Regions from separate parts of the Macaca mulatta genome. Here region 2 is linked to region 1. A link is a contact called in public Hi-C data. All regions are on one chromosome and are shown on one strand. The core of a region is the stretch at or near the end of the contact, and the rest is flanking DNA. Distances in the headings are between cores, read along the strand shown.

Region 1 (4,540 bases), core at 1,202-3,701:
TCTAGTCTTTCTGTGGTGTCATTATAACTATTGTTTCTTAATATGCTGTCCACCGACTTCAAGGGATGAATAAATAGGAATCAAGGTGTCCCAGAATATGGATTAGGGGAGTTTTTTTTTTTTTTTTCATCTATTCATTAACTAGCTGAAATTTAGAATTTTCTTCCATTGAGTGTGACTGATTGAAATAACCAATTTGTAGGTTATAGTTGTTGCAAGAATCTTGAAAATCATGCTTGCTTATTTATATTTGATATATCAACAAAAACACTGTCAAGTGGTTTGATAATTATTTTAATATTATTGATCTAATACAGTTGTAACCTTATGAATTACTTTAAGTATCTTATTTATGAAAATAATCTGGGTCGGACGTGGTGGCTTACGCTTGTAACCCCAGCAGTTTGGGAGGCCGAGGCAGGCGGATCACGAGGTCAGGAGATCGAGACCATCCTGGCTAACACGGTGAAACCCCATCTCTACTAAAAATACAAAAAAGTTAGCTGGGCGTGGTGGTGGGTGCCTGTAGTCCCAGCTAACTCAGGAGGCAGAGGCAGGAGAATGGCGTGAACCTGGGAGGTGGAGCTTGCAGTGAGCTGAGATCGCGCCACTGCACACACCAGCCTGGGTGACAGAGCGAGACTCCGTCTCAAAAAAAAAAAAAAAGTGTAGGTTTCATCAGACTGCCAGAGCATTCTGAAGACTGAAAAATTTTAAGAATCCAAACCTTAATGAAAATGTTGGAGGCTGCCCAGTTAGGGTCTGAATTCAACCTTCCTGAATCACAAAATTGTTTTAAGTCTCGGGGTCTGAGCTAAAGTACATTTCTCTTTAAACAAACATAGTTTAATTTTCCCTTGATTTATGATTTAGTATTCTTACCGACCATCAAAAATATTCAGTCAATGTTAGTCTATCTTGGACCATGGTATTTCGAGAAACTTTGAACAAAGTCCCCTGCAAAACTATGCATTGCATTATTTCACAGACATGTATGTTTTCCAGACGGTTCAATAGTACCTCACTTTTCTGAACTTATTTGTATAGTTTGGAATCTTTTTAAAAATTAAGTTGTGTCCTATAATGAGAAACAACTAAACATTATGTTTTAAACTTGTATAGATAAAATCAACCACAGACCTTTCCTGTTTGGATGTAATTGTATTGTTTCCCAATGAGTTTGGAATTACAAGGATTGTGCAAAAATATGCCTCACTTGCCTGACATAGCAGAGAGCCCTTTTGTCTAAATTCTGTGCCCAGCAATCGACTGTCACCAGATTTTCATCATATACAGTGAGGATGAACAACTGACTTCTCTCAGCAGCTGGCCAGTCTCTCAAGAATATGCGAATCTCTCAAGATGGCTTCCTGCACCTTTGCTCCTTTAGCCTTGTGTGTATACAAGGCTAGCATGCCTGGCATACATAAGGTTAAAAACAAAATCAACCACTTATGGTTCTTCCTCCAGTTCTGAGGATTATTACGACCACTTTTTTTTTTTTCTTTTTTTTGATGGAGACTCAATCTGTCACCCAGCTGTCACCCAGGCTGGAGTGCATGGAGTGCAGTGGCACAATCTCGGCTCACTGCAACCTCCGTCTCCCGGGTTCAAGCAGTTCTCTGGCTCAGCCTCCCAAGTAGCTGGGATTACAGGCGCCTGCCACCACACCCGGCTAACTTGTATTTTTAGTAGACTGGGGTTTGGCCGTCTTGGCCAGGCTGGTCTTGAACGCCCGACCACGTGATTCACCCGCCTTGGCCTACCAAAGGGCTTGGATTACAATTGTGACCCACTGTGCCCAGCAAATGCTTCTTTTCTGGAGACACTTTACTAGCGCTTACCTCTCTATGCCTACTTTCTGCTTCAAAATTTTGTCAGAATGTGGCCGGTCATTGTAAACACAGATCATTCTTATTCAAGTTATCAGTGAATTCTGCCATTCAGACTCACATTCTCGCAACGCATTTCAGCTCTTTAGACGACTTTGTGAGCGGCCCTGAAAAGGGCCTTTTTTGTTTTTTTTGAAGTTCCAGGAGACCGCGTATTCTTAGATTCAGCCGCCGAAGCCATACAGAGTGCGCCCCTGACGTTTTAGAGCATATACTACATCCATGGCTGTGACAGTTTTGCGCTTGGCGTGCTCCGTATAGGTAACAGCGTCTCGAATAACGTTCTCTAAGAAAACCTTCAGCACACCTCGAGTTTCCTCATAGATGAGACCGGAAATGCGCTTGACGCCACCGCGCCGAGCCAAACGGCGAATAGCCGGCTTTGTGATGCCCTGGATGTTATCCCGGAGCACCTTACGATGGCGCTTAGCACCACCCTTCCCCAATCCTTTTCCGCCTTTGCCACGACCAGACATGATTCCCACAGCATTGGAAGTTATGAACGCACACAGTCCCTTATATACAAACTTGGCGGACCTGATTGAAAACAACATGAGTTGGCGCGGATTTTTTATTTTTCAAATTAGGTCATACCAAGTGGGTGGAGCAAGAAAACTTTCATTAAGAGTTCATTGTTTTGATTGGCCAGTGAGACTTCGCTCTTCGTGGGACTGGAAGGGTCTCTACAAGCTGAATGCACTGTATTCCTGTCAGCTTAATGACGCTAAGGACAGCCCCATTCCAAATTTCTATTTCCACTTAATAACTAATAAATTACGCAATAGTTTATTGGGAAAAGTACAAATAATGTTTAAAGGAGGTCAGATTTATAGGTCAAGGGACTTAACCTCCCAATCATTTCAATATTTTTATTTACACCAGGCATTTTGATGGTTTTCTCTGTGCTGGACAAAGTATAAGTTTGGCTATGAAGTTTCACTCCTAAAGATCCTATGTTTGAGAAGGCAAAAAGATAGCCAAATAATTGCAAATGAAAACCTCATAAGTGCAAACTTCTTCTTCGTCACCTTCCCTATCTCGATTCAAATATTTATTGAATGACTTATTTTTGTGCAAAAGTCTGTGAGAGAGATAGGGAACATAAACTTAAGTCTGGAAAAAATGTTTTCCCAGGACGCTCTTCCTGGCCTGCTGTGCCTGTCTGGTGTGCCTGAAATTCCAAACACTCTTCCCTTCCCACCATTTTTAATCCCCTTTCAACTTGCTCCAGCTTTAGAGAAAAGAACATACGTTTTGTACAGTTGGGGATTAATTGAAGTGTAGGGCTAATACTTGATTAAGGTCATTACAAAGTCTACAGGGTCTTCCTCTGGGAGGTTTTCGTGATAAGATTATTGGTGTTAAAATAAGGCTAATCCCCTTGAAAAATAAATAGAATTGCAGAATTGGGTCTGAATGTGATTTGAAGAAAGGGACTTCTCAATTCAAAATTTTATTCTTAGCTTCCTGCCAGAGCTTTCCAGAATGCCCATAAGATCCGCTTTTGTTTAAAAAACAAAAACCCAACCCCACCCACCTCTCTCTGGTTAATAAATGAATATCCATTGGTAATATTTATAATGAACTGTGGCCTGTGAGAGACATCATATAGTAACCTCAGACTTGCTCGCATGAAAAGAAATCCAGAAATGGAGAAAAAAGACCCAGGAAAGGCCAGAATGCTCTCAATGTCATATTGTTTCTATCACTTCTGAAATAATTGATTACATTCTTCCGACCCAAATTGAGTTATTAGATTTTTCCACTCACTATCCACATGCCATAACACATACCTTATAACTAGAGACTTAGCTAGGAACAAATGTCAAACATTACAGAGAAAAAGTGCAGAGTCCAAGATCATAAGTAAAACTCTGAAATCTCAACATGCCTTTTAATTCATGAAAATAAAAAATATAGCAGCATATGCAATATGACAATTCTCTGAAAACATACCTCATGTGAACTACCCTGGAACTCATCTCGCCAAGTGCCATCTTCATTTAAACCAGAGGTCTAGGATGCCTTTCCTTTATTTTGCCTATTATATTATTTATACAACCCCATTTTTATTTTGATACTTTATTTACTTTCTATTTCCTGCTCCTAATATCTCCTTTCTAAACTTTTCTCAATGATAGTGACTCAAAAACAATGAATGTTAGAACAAATATTAAAGGGTGTATATATATATATATTTAAAATGGATTTTTCCACTCTGGGAAGAATTCAGGCATACTCAATCTTAAAATACCCATTTTTCTGGTTTATTTTTTTCTGAATTAAACTGTCATTTCCATTGGCACATCTTTGGTTCTGTAGGATAACCTATGTCTCTGCTGGGTTTTTTTTTTTTACCTCCACTCCTTACTATTCTAGGAAAAAATCTCTGCTTTTTCTTTTCAGTTTAAATTCTTTTACTAAAAGGTTTCTTAACTTGAACTTCCTAGGCTTGCTGTACTTGTGTGGGCACTCTCCCATAAACAGTATTAATACATTTTGATTTGTTAAAAATAAAGATATTTCGACAGAAAATTTCTTTTCTTTTTCTTTTCTTGTTTTTTTATTTTGTTTTGTTTTTTGTTTTCCCAGACTGGAATGCAGTGGCACCATGATGGCTCATGGTAGCTACACTTCCCTGGGCTCAA
Region 2 (4,540 bases), core at 749-3,248, 47 kb after region 1:
CATCTCGGCTCATTGCAACCTGCAACCTCCTCCTCCTGCATTCAAGTGATTCTCTTGCCTCAGCCTCCCGAGTGCCTCCACTCTCAGCTAATTTTTGTACTTTTAGTAGAGATGGGGTTTCACCATGTTGGCTAGGCTGATCTCAAACTCCTGGCCTCAGGTGATCCGCCCCGGTGAGTCTCCCAAAGTGCTGGGATTACAGGCCTGGGCCACAGGGTCCAGCCTTATATTATTTCTTTTACTACAATATATTAGTATGATGCAACTGCTTCAATTGTTTATATACTTTACATAATTTTGTATAATTCTTATACCCTGTCACTCTGAGGAATGGCTGGTCTAAAGTGTTTTTCCACCACTGCTAATTCATCCATCACTAATCTCATTAGACTGTTAATTCCCAGAGGACATAAGCACACAAGTAGACAATGTTTCCAAACGTTGGACAAATGTTATTTAATAAAATAAGGGGGTCACCCTTAGTCTAAAAGATGTTTCACTTTTCATTCTTCATTGAACTCAATTTATAGGATACCTTTTGACTTTCCCACAATCTAAGGCTGTTCTCTAACACATATTTTCATGAAAACATATATTTGAGTAGAAATTGTTGGTGAGTTGTAATATTACCTTTGTCCCTAAATATAAATCCATAATTATATCAAAGGTATGGGCAGACAACTTACTTTGCCTTTAATCTCTAGAAAAAAATAGCAATTACTTGGGGTCGGAGAGTAAAATAAGTAGTGAACCTTAAAGTAGTAAACTTGAGAACAGAATAGTTTCAGAGGGGAAAAGAAGAGGTGATTTTCAGCTCATCAACAAAAGATCTTATAATAAATTACATGTTCTGGTACTTTTCCTATCTTTCTGTGTAAATTTTTGCTATTTAAAAAATAAATTTCAAATATATTGTTCATCTTAAAAGTCAAGAGTTTGTTTTATTAAAGTCAGTTGCTTTATTTGCAATTCAAAGATATATTTGAGTTTCAAACTGGAGATTGTCCTGTACGGTAACTTGTGTAAGGTGTGGTTATTGAAAGTAACCTCTAATTTTCATGGGCTGAAATTCATCTCTAATATTGCAATGTACAAAAATAAATAAATAAATAAATGCTTGTTTTCTTTGAAAACATATTATCTCAGTGCCTCTAACTGCCAAATCTATTGGCTTTCTTTGCAGGCTTAAGGGATCTCCCTTGTTCCTTTATTATCTCTATCTTGAGAGCCAGACCTCCTGCCTTACACAACTCAGAGGGGGACCTCAGAGCTTTTTAAAAAGAGCCCAATTTCTCGCCTGTAGAGAAGTGAAAAGGATGCCCCGCCCCCATCTATGAAAAGAAGGATTTGATGGTTTCAATGTCTTCAAATCAAAGATTTAAGTCTCTAGCCCCCCACCACACCGGACCCTACCAAGGCTCATGAACCCCCTCCCATCCCTCCCTAATTACTTTGGACTGGCCCTGGAATCCTTGTCCCAGTCCACAGTTCCTGTGCGTCTGCAGGAAGAATTCACACAGGACCTGTGTTACTTCCCTTGTGAAGAAACAGAATTATCATGAAAATTTAGGTGGAAACCATTTCGCTTTTTTTTTCAAAAATAAGGGAAGCATGTGCCCAACCACCCCTGGGAAAAAGAACTTTCAGGGGCAAAGGAGCGAACAGGTAATTTATAAGAAAAACAGAAAGTGGTCTCTGACTGCCCCAGACTTCCTTCGGAGTTGGGGGAATTGGGGACGCCTGGACGCGTTGTTTTTGTGGTTGTGGAAAAAATAAATGAAAAGCCTGAAGCCCGAGGCTTCTGAGATCCTTTCCTGACCAAATCCGGGTGATTTGGTGCAGGGAATTTTAATATTTTTCCCCTTTTGTGAGGTGGAACAAACACAACTTGGGAGCAGCGCAGCGACTCAGAGCCTGCCAGCCAGGCGGGCCACCAGAGCACCAATCAGAGCGCTCCTGCGCTCTATATATACAGCGGCCCTGCCCAAGCGCTGTTTCATCGGCGCTTTGCCACTTGTACCCGAGTTGTTGATCCTCAACATGTCCGAGACTGCTCCTGTCGCTCCCGCTGCCGCGCCTCCGGCGGAGAAAGTCCCCGTAAAGAAGAAAACAGCCAAGAAATCTGGGGGGCCGCCTCGTAAGGCATCTGGTCCCCCGGTGTCAGAGCTCATCACCAAGGCGGTGGCAGCCTCTAAAGAGCGCAGCGGGGTTTCTCTTGCTGCTTTGAAAAAAGCGTTGGCTGCCGCCGGCTATGATGTGGAGAAAAACAACAGCCGAATCAAACTTGGTCTCAAGAGTCTGGTGAGCAAGGGCACTCTGGTGCAGACTAAGGGCACCGGTGCTTCTGGTTCCTTCAAACTTAACAAGAAGGCAGCCTCCGGCGAAACCAAGCCCAAGGTTAAGAAGGTGGGCGCAGCCAAGCCTAAGAAGCCGGTTGGGGCAGCTAAGAAGCCTAGGAAGGCGACTGGCGGCGCTACCCCGAAGAAGAGCGCTAAGAAAACACCGAAGAAGGCGAAGAAGCCGGCCGCGGCCACTGTGACCAAGAAAGTGGCCAAGAGCCCAAAGAAGGCCAAGGTTGCGAAGCCCAAGAAAGCTGCCAAAAGTGCTGCTAAGTCCGTGAAGCCCAAGGCCGCCAAGCCCAAGGTTGTCAAGCCTAAGAAGGCGGCACCCAAGAAGAAATAGGTGGACGCCTGCTTCAAAAAACCCAAAAGGCTCTTTTCAGAGCCACCACTGATCTCAATAAAAGAGCTGGATACTTGTTTTTCTTAGTTGCCCTTGTTCCTTTTCTTGCTCGACCCTGCTCCTTAAGGTTAGTCGAACGGGAACCTTATAAGACAAATAAGTAACGGGGGTTCGAGAGTGGCCGTGGTGAGGTTACGGCGCTTAAACCTTTACTGCGACTTCCATGTCCCTGACTGCTGCTTCGAGGCGTTTCCCGCTGGCGGATGTTTTTGGGATGGCAGTCAGCCACGCCCCAGGCCTGTGAAAGGCAGAAAAGATCGCAAAACAAGAGCCAGTTTCTTCGTCTAAAGGGATATCCGGATTGGACTAAAAAATAATTCAAAAGTCCCGCCCTGCTCCTGGGTTGGTCCGTCGTTCTAGTCCATGACTTTAATTCTATATTTAATTGGATGGTGGCAGACGTTGCTTATTCCGTGTGTGTTGCTTCTCTGTGACTTGAAAGTTTTGCCTCTTGATATTAACGTTCGGGATTTCGGACGCTTTCCATGTTGTAGGTAGTCAAGTTGGTATCTCCTGGAGGTAGTGGCAACATCCAGCCCTGGGAGGAGAGTGCGTGCAGGTACCTTTGTCCTACATTCCTCTGCTGTTAATTTCTCATTCCTGTGGTAACAAAGGAATGCATTTGAATAAACAGCGGCAATAGCCCTTCCTCCACCCAAGGCAATCGTGGACCTAGGGAGCTTTTTGTTTCTCATATCATGCATGTAGTGTTCCGCTAAACTGACAGATTTGAGCGTATCGATTTTGAGCGTATCGAAAGCACAACTTTTAGCCAGCCATTTTGTCCTCGCTTGACGGTTACTTATCCTCAGTTTAGGCAGACATCAACATTTAAAAATCGAAGTTCTTTTAAACACATTTTGTTTGGCAGTCCAAGTGTTTCTACGCGGAGAACGATTTGTACTATTAACTAAAGTATATGGATAAATGAGAGACATTTCTAATAAAGGCCTTCGTTAATGGTTCCCTCTATTTGACACCCATGGTGCTTCTGAATACAGAAAACCTAGCGTCTTATATTCGGTTCTTTTAAAATCTGATAGGCACATTTCGGTGAGACCTAAATTATGTGGACCGGGACTTCTGGAGATAAGCTGCTCAGTTATTCTACCATCTCCACAATGATGAATGTAGTGAGTTAATTTCTCTGTTAGTGATAGTGACCACGGATTCATCCCAAGAAAGGGAGAAAGGGGAGGGAGGCAAGCAGAGAGACAGGGAGGCAGAGGCAGGGAAGAAGGAAAAAGCATTCTCCCATGGGTTAAGTAATTTTGTGTTGTTAATTTTACATTACAACACGGTTTACATGGTGAACTCTATTTTGGTGTAAGGTTTAATATATGGACATATTTTCTCCCAAGACCATTTATGAACTTTCATTTCTGCTTCCCCCTTCTTCCTTCCGTGTCACCCTCCACACTCCTATCAATTTTGGCTATTTTTGTCATAGGCTAATAGGCTAAAATTTCATGGACAGTTGGACTGTCTCAGGTTTCGGTTTTATTCCTTTAGTCATTCCCACAGTTCTTAAGGTAGAATTGTACTGTTTTAAACATTGTGCTATGTGCTACCCTTAATACTGAGATGATTATGTGACAAATGACAGGTGTTCAACTAGTACCTAAATCTGTAGTACCTTATCAAGCCTAATGCTACTTCACCATGCCTACTCCATTCACCTCACTTTATCTCATCACAGGCATTCTATCATCTCACATCATCACAAGTAAAACGGTAAGCCATTTTGAGAGAGATCACAGTCACATAATTTATATTTATATTTTTATTTATTTATTTA

The links. A called contact is a pair of places that touch in the nucleus more often than the background predicts.
Region 2: a contact with region 1 is called in a Hi-C map of fetal cortex germinal zone, with 3 times the contacts expected there. The contact joins the promoter of H1-2 here to the promoter of LOC115945176 in region 1. A contact is called at or near these places in 8 of 14 Hi-C or Micro-C datasets (CD4 T cells, blood, cortical neurons and 4 more).

Annotation. Positions count from the first base shown.
Region 1 is chr4:157,004,170-157,008,709 of T2T-MMU8v2.0, forward strand. It overlaps LOC115945176 (histone H4-like), which reads right to left and starts at 2,452. Exons shown (of 1, transcript NM_001374547.1): 1 at 2,019-2,452. The coding sequence starts at 2,446. The coding sequence ends at 2,057.
Region 2 is chr4:157,051,234-157,055,773 of T2T-MMU8v2.0, forward strand. H1-2 (H1.2 linker histone, cluster member) reads left to right here and starts at 1,999. Exons shown (of 1, transcript XM_001084417.5): 1 at 1,999-3,714. The coding sequence starts at 2,041. The coding sequence ends at 2,682.